Regions from separate parts of the Mus musculus genome. Here region 1 is linked to region 2. A link is a contact called in public HiChIP or PLAC-seq data. All regions are on one chromosome and are shown on one strand. The core of a region is the stretch at or near the end of the contact, and the rest is flanking DNA. Distances in the headings are between cores, read along the strand shown.

What was found. HiChIP or PLAC-seq counts read pairs in DNA pulled down with a chosen protein or histone mark.
Region 1: a contact with region 2 is called in an HNF4G HiChIP or PLAC-seq map of pancreatic cancer cells. The contact joins the promoter of Cldn3 here to the promoter of Stx1a in region 2. A contact is called at or near these places in 7 of 39 promoter capture datasets (cranial neural crest, embryonic stem cells, frontonasal cranial neural crest and 3 more), 2 of 15 datasets of contacts at CTCF or cohesin (the G1E-ER4 cell line and embryonic stem cells), 4 of 484 Hi-C or Micro-C datasets (the G1E-ER4 cell line, embryonic stem cells and liver), 6 of 115 datasets of contacts at active chromatin or transcription factors (embryonic stem cells, pancreatic cancer cells and trophoblast stem cells) and 3 of 9 other capture datasets (adipose tissue, liver and pancreatic islet).

What each region holds. Positions count from the first base shown.
Region 1 is chr5:134,983,448-134,988,662 of GRCm38.p6, forward strand. Cldn3 (claudin 3) reads left to right here and starts at 2,767. Exons shown (of 1, transcript NM_009902.4): 1 at 2,767-4,029. The coding sequence starts at 2,998. The coding sequence ends at 3,657. It overlaps Wbscr25 (Williams Beuren syndrome chromosome region 25 (human)), which reads right to left. Exons shown (of 5, transcript NR_026907.1): 5 at 3,986-4,143.
Region 2 is chr5:135,021,541-135,026,682 of GRCm38.p6, forward strand. Stx1a (syntaxin 1A (brain)) reads left to right here and starts at 1,942. Exons shown (of 10, transcript NM_016801.4): 1 at 1,942-2,070. The coding sequence starts at 2,041.

The DNA.
Region 1 (5,215 bases), core at 1,517-4,016, 37 kb before region 2:
AAAAAATATAGGTCCAACTCAATGAAGTTTATACTTTTATTTTATTTAGTTATTCAGTGCATGCGTGTATGTTTGAGTACCTGTGTGAGTAAGTGAGTATATGTGTGTGTGTGTATGAATATGTGTGAGTGTATGTGTATGAGTGTGTGTGGGTGTGTGTATGAGTGTAGGTGTGAGTGTGTATGAGTATATGTGAGTGTATGTATGTAAATGTGAGAGTGTTTATCAGTGTGTGTGTATGTGTGTGTGTGTGTGTGTGTGTGTAAGAGTGTATGTCAGTGTGTGTGTCTGTGTATGTATAAGAGTGTATGTCAGTGTGGGTGTCTGTTCCTCTGTGTGTGTGTGTGTGTGTGTGTACTGCAGCAAGCACGGGGAGGTCAAAGAACTACTTTGGAGAATGGGCTTTTTTTCATCTTTGAAGTAACAGGGATCAAATTCAGGTTGTCAAGCTTGAAAACAAGGGCTTTTGTCCTCTGGACCATCTGCCTCCAGAAAGCCTTCATCTAGCTGGATGGATCTCAGCTTCCTAGCTAATTGCAAAGCCCCTGGGGCCCTCACAACACGAGGTCATCCCTGGACATAGAGCCCTGGCAGGACAGGTTGCTGAAACAAGGGAAAGTGCTAAGTCAATTACCTCTCAGAGCACCCAGCCCTGTTCTAGGCATCGGGAGTGTCACATAATAAAACAGGCAAAAATGTTTGTCCTTGGAACATTCTGAATGTCCTGGTGGTGGTAACAGACCGGAGCAGAGACAAAGAAACAAATAAATGAGAAACCAAGCGTGGCCTCTCTCACAAAGAAGCTTGCCACTTGTGCAGGGGAGGCAAAACAACCTGGAGTTTAAGGCCACCCTGGGGCGGGGAGGAGTGGAGGGGGCGGGGTGGGGGGGACCGGGAGGAGGGAGCGGGAGGGAGAGAAAAAAGGAAAGCAGGGAGAGAAAAGGAGGGAGGGGGGAAGAAAGGAAAGCCAGAGGCCACTTTAGATAATGTCAAATATGAAAGAAAACAAAGGTATCAAAGTGGCAAAGAGAACAGTGCTTCCAGCACATGGGAAGCAGAGGCAGGTGGATCTGTGAGTTCCGGGCCAGCCTGGTCTACAGCACAAGTTCCAGGACAGCCAGGGCTACAACAGAGAAACCCTGTCTCGAAAACAAAACAAAACAAAACAAAACAGAAAAAGAACGTGGCATTGTGGGTAAGAAGCTGGGACGATTTTGTTGTCCTGTTTCTATTTGGGTGCAGGGTTCCAAGCCACCCACACTGACCTCCAAATCAGCTGGGGAGGATCTCGGTGTGGTGCTTGCTGAAGTGCCATCCATCTATTAGGGTTTATTCCGTGCCAGGGACAGACCAGAGGCTTCGTGCAGGCTGGCCAAGCACTCTAGCCACTGAGCTCCATCTCCAGCCTCTGAAACTATGAAGCGAGGTCAGTGAGCTATGCGGAGAGCTGTAGGAGTGTCTCATGGAGAAAGGACCCCAAGCACGGGTCCTCGAAGAGGATGTATAGGAAACTAAACCAAAAGAGCTGTATCCTAGCTGAGGTGAAGGGAAGAGGCAACGGGAGAAGTCGGAGCATGCGCCACCCCAAGGTGTGCGGCAGGGGAGTCAGTGTCCGGAGGCAAAAGGAATTGGTGTTTTGGGGGCTTTTTTGGTGTTACTTTGTAGCTTGTTTGAGCCAGGGTCTCATGTAGCCCATCTGGCTTTGAATTCTCCGTGTCGCCAAGATGGTCTTGAACTCCTGCCTGCCTCCACTTTCCCAAGCTCTGGGACTACAGGCATGGCATGCTGCACAGGGCTTCTGCACAGGAGTTGTGAGACACAGTTTCGCTGTATCTGGCCTTGAACTCACAGCTGTCTGCTTGCCTCAGCCTCAGGCAGGAGCCAACACACCTGGCTAGACGTCTTTTTTTTTTCTCATGTGTATCAAATCTCTTTCCCACTGTTCACTCACCCTGGTACTCACTCTGCCCCGCCCCCACCCCCAAAGGAAAGAAAACAAGACTCCATCTAGAGAACCTCCGTGGGGGAAAGCAGCTTCTAGGTGGGCGGGCATTTGAGCTAAGCCATGTAGGCTTGCCACCAGCCCAGGTCACATGAGGGTGCTGGACAAGAATTTGAACTCAACACCGGTCCCTGAGGTGCAGAGTGGGCTCTGCAGGTGGTCGTTGTCCCTGGTTTCAGAGTTCTGTATATCAGGTTGCACTTGGACAAGGCCAGAGTGCTTGTGTCAAAGCCTGAGGGACTTGGAGCAGGTGCTACAATTCCATCCACCTACGGCGACAAACAGCCTCAGCCACGCCCCCACCTAGGTCCTCCCAGTCCGGGTTGTCCAGAGGAATTGGCCGCGCCTCCATCCTACGCCTCCCGCGCTAAAGAAGACGGAGGTGGGGGACAAGAGAGTCAAGCAGTTTACAATTGGTGATTTGCACTTCAAATCCTTGAAGCGCCCCTCCCACTCTGTATAGCTCTAGAGAATTCGTTATGCTTAAGGAGCTTGGGGAGGTTGGGAAGGGAGGGAGCTTAGACGACCCCGCCCTCCTTCGATACACACTCTCCCACCCCACCCCCACCCCCGCCACACACAACACATACACTTCAGCATTGAGGTTCTAGCCAAATCCTTTCTCCTATGGTGAAGGGGGTTGGGGAGGACGGACCGGACTGGACGGGACACACGTCACTGTCCCCTGGGCCAGAAGAGCGAGCTCCACCCTCCTCCTCTAGGCACCAAGCTAAGTCCAACCCACCCCATCCCAGAGCCAACCCAGTCTCAGAAGCCAGTCTCCAAAGCCACAGGCAGGTGCAGGGGCAGTCTCTGTGCGAGCCCCAGGAGAGGAGCCGTTAAGCGCGCTCCGTCCTTTGCCACCCACCCGTCGTTCCCGGCGACAGACGTCCGTCAGTTTTCGAAGGGCAGTTGATTCCCAGGTCCAGCGGCCGCGATCCCTGGTCTCCCAGTCCCCTGAGCTGCCCGGCCGAGCCGGTTCAAGTCCAGCAGCCATGTCCATGGGCCTGGAGATCACCGGCACGTCGCTGGCCGTGCTGGGCTGGCTGTGCACCATCGTGTGCTGCGCCCTTCCCATGTGGCGCGTTTCGGCCTTCATCGGCAGCAGCATCATCACGGCGCAGATCACCTGGGAGGGCCTGTGGATGAACTGCGTGGTGCAGAGCACCGGTCAGATGCAGTGCAAAATGTACGACTCGCTGCTGGCCCTGCCGCAGGACCTGCAGGCCGCCCGAGCCCTCATCGTGGTGTCCATCCTGCTGGCCGCCTTCGGGCTCCTCGTGGCGCTCGTGGGCGCCCAGTGTACCAACTGCGTACAAGACGAGACGGCCAAGGCCAAGATCACCATCGTGGCGGGAGTGCTTTTCCTGTTGGCGGCTCTGCTCACCTTAGTACCGGTGTCCTGGTCGGCCAACACCATCATCAGGGATTTCTATAACCCGTTGGTGCCCGAGGCCCAGAAGCGGGAGATGGGAGCTGGGTTGTACGTGGGCTGGGCTGCCGCCGCGCTGCAGTTGCTAGGGGGCGCCTTGCTGTGTTGCTCCTGCCCACCGCGCGACAAGTATGCACCCACCAAGATCCTCTATTCTGCGCCGCGATCCACCGGCCCTGGCACCGGTACCGGCACCGCCTACGACCGCAAGGACTACGTCTGAGGGGCCGGGTGCACGCAGACCGTACCGTCACCACTACCAGCAGTCGATGAACCCCACCCGTCCAGCGTGCAGCCTCGCGTCTGAGACCACCCCACCTTCCAGATGGTGACAGACGACACACAGTCTGCTTGCTAGGCTGGAAGAGGACAGACAGGCTGGCATCTCCCCTTCTCCGGCTGCCACCTGACTACCGGGCCTAGGAACTGTCCAAGCCGAATGGACAAAGAAACCTCGCCCTTCCCAAGAACTGGGCTGGGGTGGCCACTGCAGCTACTTGCCAGCCCCGCAGAAGCTCACAGTGGGCAGAGACAGGCAAACCATGAAACGGGCCATTTCATATTTTTCAATAAAAGTCTTTCGTTTTTTGCAGTCGCTGGAGCTTCCTTATCCTGAACGCCACCGCACAGGCTACCACCTCCCCTACGGGGCACCTGCTGGGGACTGTCCCTCGAATAGCCCTCATCACGGGCAGCGAGCTTTAAACAGCTTCACAGGTTGAGTAAGGAGAAAGTGGGGGTACACATGAGTTTTTGTGCTCACTAGGTGGGTAACACTTGGGAGATATCCCAGCACTGATCTCCACAGACCCTATGGCGAGCGAGGTTTATCTAGCAATCCAGCCAGAGGGCGTATGAGGAACTCTGCTGGAGAGGGGCAAGGGGAAGAACACAGGGACTCTTCTCTGGGACAGCCTAGTTGGTTTGTGCTTGTATCCACAGCCTTGCTCCGGGCATTTGGGGTAGCTGATGTGCAAGCTAAAGAATTACATTCTCTACCGAGATTTCATATTTGGAGACGTGGAACAAAAAGACCTATTGTTCAGACCAAATGCCTCACCTAAAGGACTGCCATTCAGACAGACGGTGGGGATGTGGCTCAGTGGTAGGACACTTGTGTAGCATGCATGGGGCTTGGGTTCCATTCCCAGCACTGGGAGTGTTGGGGGACACCTAAAAGGGACATTTGGCAAAGTCTTCTGACTTGGAGGTGGAGAGATGAGGGGAAAGGCCACCCCACCTTCTTCCCAGTGCCCTCAAGGGAGGGAGGGACCCAGCTTTAAACAATATTGAGACTGGAGGCACCTCTTGGACAAGGTAAAGGGAACTGAGGCGGGGCTCTTGGAGGGGGACAGGTCCCTGGCTTCCTAGGCTTTAAAAGGGTGACATCGTCTGGAAAGTGTAGGTGGAAATGTAGTTCAAGGTTGGCCTCTCTAACACTTAGAAATTTCTTTTCTCTTTCCTTTCCTTTTTTCTTTTCTTTCCTTTCCCTTTTTCTTTCCTTTCCTTTCCTTTTTCCTTTCCTTTCCTTTCCTTTCTTCTTTTCCTCTTCTTTTCTTTTCTTTTCTTTTCTTTTCTTTTCTTTTCTTTTCTCCTTTGAGACAGGGTTTCTCTGTGTAGCCCTGGCTGTCCTGGAACTCACTCTGTAGACCAGGCTGGCCTCAAACTTTCAGAGATCCGCCTGCCTCTCTGCCTCCCTAGTGCTAGGGTTAAGGGTGTGTGTCACCACTGACCAACTTCATTTTTCTTTATTTTCCTTTTCTTTTCTCTCTTTCTCTTTC
Region 2 (5,142 bases), core at 692-3,191:
TAGGGGAACAATACAGAGGGAGGAAGATCAGGGATTCAAGGTCATCTTCAGGTACATAGCAAGTTTGAGGCCAGCTTGTGTGTGTGTGTATGAGAGAGAGAGAGAGAGAGAGAGAGAGAGAGAGAGAGAGAGAGCTCATTGAGTAAAGGCACTTGCTGCTAAGCCTAAGGACTTGGATTGGTCTCTGGGACACACAAGGCAGAAGCAGAGAACTGACTCCAGCAAGTTGTCCTGACCTCTCTGTGTAAGCCGTGGCATTCTCATGCACACAAATAAATGATGTAACAAATATTAAAAATAAAATATAGCATAATGTTGATGTCTAGACAACCGGAAAGGCTATGGCTCTCTCCCGTGCCAGGACACATTTGTCTCCTGTCAGATTTTTCTAGGGACGGAGGGGAGGCTGAGCCCGTGTCCCAGCGTGCCTGTCAGCCAGCCATCTAACCTGCACTGAAAGTCTGGGAGAGGTGCCAGGGCCAGACACACTGGGCAGCAGGAGGCTGGATCCAATCCAGAACCGTGCCTTGGTAACTCTAGTGTACAAGGAGGTGTGGGTGTGCTTGGCTTGGGGTCAAGAAAGCCTGAGACCACTTGTGTGTGTGTGTGTCTGTGTGTGTGTGTGTGTGTGTACTCTGTAACAAGATGCTGGCAGGAAGCTAAAAGGTACATGTCTGCCAACCGGCAGGCTCTTCACGTTGCTCTACAGGGACCAGCATACCGTTCACGTTGCTCTGCAGGGACCACTGAGATCTTTCCACTGGGCCTAGGTTTGAACAGCCTACAGCTTCCACACAGGAAATAAGACGTCAGGCCTGGCATTTGAACTCCGGGCTGGAGGCATGGAGGGGTGGGGGTGGCAAGCTTTTTTTTTTTTTCCTTTTAAATATCTTAAACATTTCATTTATTTGTTTGTGTATGTATGTATGTATGTATGTATGTATGTATGTATGTATGTATGTATTGTGTGTAAAGAGAAAGGCAGTCAAATTGAATCGAACAGGTGAGCTGAGAAACTCTGGGGAGAGTAAAGAGGCAGCAACCCGGTCTGGAGACAGGGGGGTGCTCAGAAAGGTGGGAAGGTTTAGAATTGACCACTACAGAGAGGGCTTTATTTTACTTTATATTCACTTGGCCATGTGCCTCCTGCCTCCATCGTGTGGTTGCATATATGTGAAGCACGGAGCTCACTCATGTGGCGGTCAGAGGACAATTTACAGAATCCAATGCTCTTCTTCAGTCACGTGGGGCCCAGGGCTAGAACTCCAATCGTTTGTTTGTTTGTTTGTTTGTTATTTTTCAAGACAGAGTTTCTCTGCGTACCTTTGGCTGTCCTGGAACTTGCTCTGTAGGTCAGGCTGGCCTTGAACTCAGAGATCTGCCTACTAGGATTAAAGACATGTGCTATCATCACCCCGCTGGAACTCAGATCTTTAAGCTTAGTGGCAAGCATCTTTACCTGTTCAGCCATCTCAGGACAGGATGGGTGGTTGGAGGGGGTTGCCGGGGGTCGGTTCAAGAAGGGATTTTCAAACCTGGCATTGAGGCTCATGTCTGCAAAACCTGTACTCCTGTGGCTGAGGTAGGAGCAGGTGTTCAAGGCTAGCCTGGGCTACACAGTGAGACTATCATTGAACAAAGTGGAAAGGGTTCCACTCCAGCAAATCCAGGGGAAAGGAAGGACTCTAAGAGTCAGAATCCAGGGTCTATCTAGATAATGGGTGGCTGAGCAGAGGTGGGGGCTGGGGCAGAGAAGGGCCAAGGAGTTGGAGCTGCATCTAGACAGAGATCACTAGTTGACGAGGGGAGGAACCAGGTCCCGAGGGCTGGGTTTGTACCCCTTTGCGCTCCCCGTAGGCGGAGCCCTGGGCGGGATATATCCGGGCGTGGAAGCATGATGGGCGTGGCCAGCTGGGGTTGGGCTTGGGGGTCCCAGGGACTGGGGCGGGGCGCGGGCTGGCGCTGCGCAGCCGCGGGGCGGCATCCGCGCATGCGGGACTTACTCGGTTGCAGCCGGCGCCTACTGCCACTCCCGGGAGCATGAAGGACCGAACCCAGGAGCTCCGCACGGTGAGTCCGATCCTCGTGCGCCGCTCACCCGGCGTCTTGTAATTCTCCACTTTGTTCCGGCATGCCACCGAGGCACCTACAAGGGGACGGAGGGAGCCTTGCAAAGCTGAGGGACCCTCGAACCCCCATGGGAGTCCCACCCCTCCGATCTACTTCTGGTCACGGACTCGAGCCCTTCAGCACCGGGACTGATGGCTAGAACCTGGGGTTTTGAGGAACTTTTCAGGGCGTTCCTGTTTGGGGCGATTTGGAGGGCTGTTAAGGGGTTTCGGTGGCGGGATGCAAAATCGTGACCGTTCTTCGCCCGCTTGTCACCGTCCTTGCACTGTCCCCTGGAGGCTGAACCTCTCGTTTCCTTCCCACCCCCCTGCCCAGAGTTCCCCTCCCAACCCCATCCTTGGGCGCGCTGCGGAAACGAGGCCGCCGGGTGGGGGTGGCCTCTGCGGGAGCCGTCTCTTGGGGCTCCCCATCACCTGTGGCTCCCATCACCTGTGGCTCCCGATCCACCCTGGTCGCTTTAGGGATACCCGGCTTGCTCTGGATTAAAGGACTCAACCATATCTACCCTTGGTCCACCTTTGGGCTTCCAGGCAACCCAGGCTGTCATTTCCCAGACCCTTCCCGGATTGCCAGGTCTAACTGCGACCTGGATCTATTTTCCTACCTGTGTGAGAGAGGCCTCTGGGGTGTGGCTCTTAGGGCGGGGTTTCGAGATGAGTAGAAGGCAGTAGAAAGGTTCTAAGTCAGAGCCCATGATCCTTCAATCATGAGACCCCACTTTTAACACAGGGGAGTGCCCTTCTCTGGCCTCAGACCCTAGAGGGACAGAAATTAAGCTCTCCCGTGAGAGGGTTAAATAAGGGCGCCACATCAGATTGTCATATCTGATTCCTCAGCAAACCCCACCCGTTGATTTCTGGGTGTCCCCCCAAGCTGGGTGGCGTCCTAGATCCCTCTCATCTTGTGCCCCACTTACAGCCCTTCATAGAAAGTTTTGTTTTGGGGCTTTTGACCTAATGGCTGTGATTTCTGCCTAGCTTCTCCATCTGTGCCTGGATCCCTCTACCATAATACCAGCCATATCTATGCTCTCCAGTCTAGCCTTCATCCTGTTCCTGACCTGCAAGCGACCCCCACATGCCTTCAGACCTGTATTATTCCTGGCTGGATGCCCAGTGCCTCATCTATTTCAAAGGAAACAGACAGCCTTTCAAGTCATATATAGTGTTTAAACACTTCCCCACCCGCCCCTTGTCGTTGCCCTCAAGTTTCCGGTGTTTTTATGTTTTACGGTTTTTTGTTTTTTTTTTTTTTTTATGTAAAATCCTTCTCTGTACCCCAGGGTGGCTTGGAACTATATAGTCTCATTGGGTCTTAAACTCAAAGCAATCCTCCTGCCTCGACTTCATGAGTGCTGAGATGACAGCACACACTATTGTGTCAGACTGGTGACAGATTGAATCAGATAGCATGTCCAGGTGATAGATGGCAGTGATGTGGTCACCCCAACGTGTGCCCCAACCCGTGTGACTGTCATGATTGTATGAGGAAACCACAAGCCACGAACACAGGCCTTTCCACGTGGTAGCAGCCTTTCGCTTATCAGCCTTCAGCCTCTCTGCTAAAGCTGAAACTGAGGCACAGCAAAAGTGGCCCACTTGTTTGTTGGAGGAGTGGTCAGTTGATCAGGGTCAGACAGCTTGGGTCGTAAAAAGCTTGAACCTAGAGCTATGGCCCCAACACTGTCCTGGGTAGCCCTGCATAGCGATGACAAACTTGACTTCAAACTAACGCTATATGCGTTCTACCCAACCCAGGCATCAAATCCACTAGAGACAGTCCTCTCAGCTATCTGGCCTTGACCGGGGTTGGGAAGGGAGTGGTCCTAGCTGTTCCAAGCATGGCTGGGGTGAAATAGTCTTGGGGGCTGCTGTCATTCTTAGAAATCCCTTGCTCTCCTGGAGTTCCAGTTTGTGAGATGCAAAGAGGACACTCGGAACTAGAAAGGTAGCTCGGCTTGTAGACATTTGCAGGGGAGTGGGGGAGAGGGGGCACCTGTCAACCATGTCAGCACTCTCCAAATGGAGGCTGAAGGACCCTCAGTTCACCATCGTCCTTAGCTTCACAGGGATTTTGATGCTATGTAGCGTGGGATCCATAAGAAATGACAAAGGGGGAAACTCAGCACCCAGCTTCTTGGGGCTCGAGGAGAGGTCCTCAGACTTCCTCAGACTTTCGACTGTGGCTGGAGTTCTCAGGAACCCCTGAAGCCCAGGAGTCAGGGTCACCAGGGATGGAGGCACCTGGTGCTGCTGCTGCAGGACGCACACAGGGCATCTGTGTGCCTGCTCCAGCTTTCCCTCCCGTTTCCTCCTCTGCCTCCTCCTCCTCCTCTTTCTCCCCCACCCAGCACCACCACATTTGGAAGGAAGGAGAAGAAGGGAGCTTATTTATAAAAGTCACACTTGGGGAAAGAGCTGGCGTGCTTCCTTGCCGCTGTGCTGTAGGCTGGGCCCGGCCCTCTTGCCATCTTCAGCCCCGCCTCTCCCAGATCTGCAGATTGCACTTTGAAATCGATCCTGAAGGGGCCAGCAGCCTCCCCCTAGCCTTGTAGATAGGCCCATGGAAGCTTAACCCCTCAGAGGCCAAGACTGGTCCAGGATCACACAACTGGGGAGAGAGTTAAGTATGGTATTCTCCTAACGTGGGATGTAAAGAGGCCTCATCCCCAAAACTCAAGGTCTCCCTCATTTCCTCCCTTCCCTTCATTTGTGAGAAAAGAGCTGATCTTAAACTTGTTATGTTACCAAGGTTGGCCTTGGTAACTCATGATCAGGCAGATTCCACCTCTCAAACACTAGAGTGGTGGTTATGTAGGTACCCGCCTACTGATTCTCTTTTCTTCCTTCCTTCCTTCCTTCCTTCCTTCCTTCCTTCCTTCCTTCCTTCCTTCCTTCCTCTCTCTCTCTCTCTCTCTCTCTCTCTCTCTCTCTCTCTTTCTTTTTCTTTTCTTCATTATTCTTTTTCTCCCCTTAACACAGATATACTAAGTATCCCCAGGCTGGCCTGGAA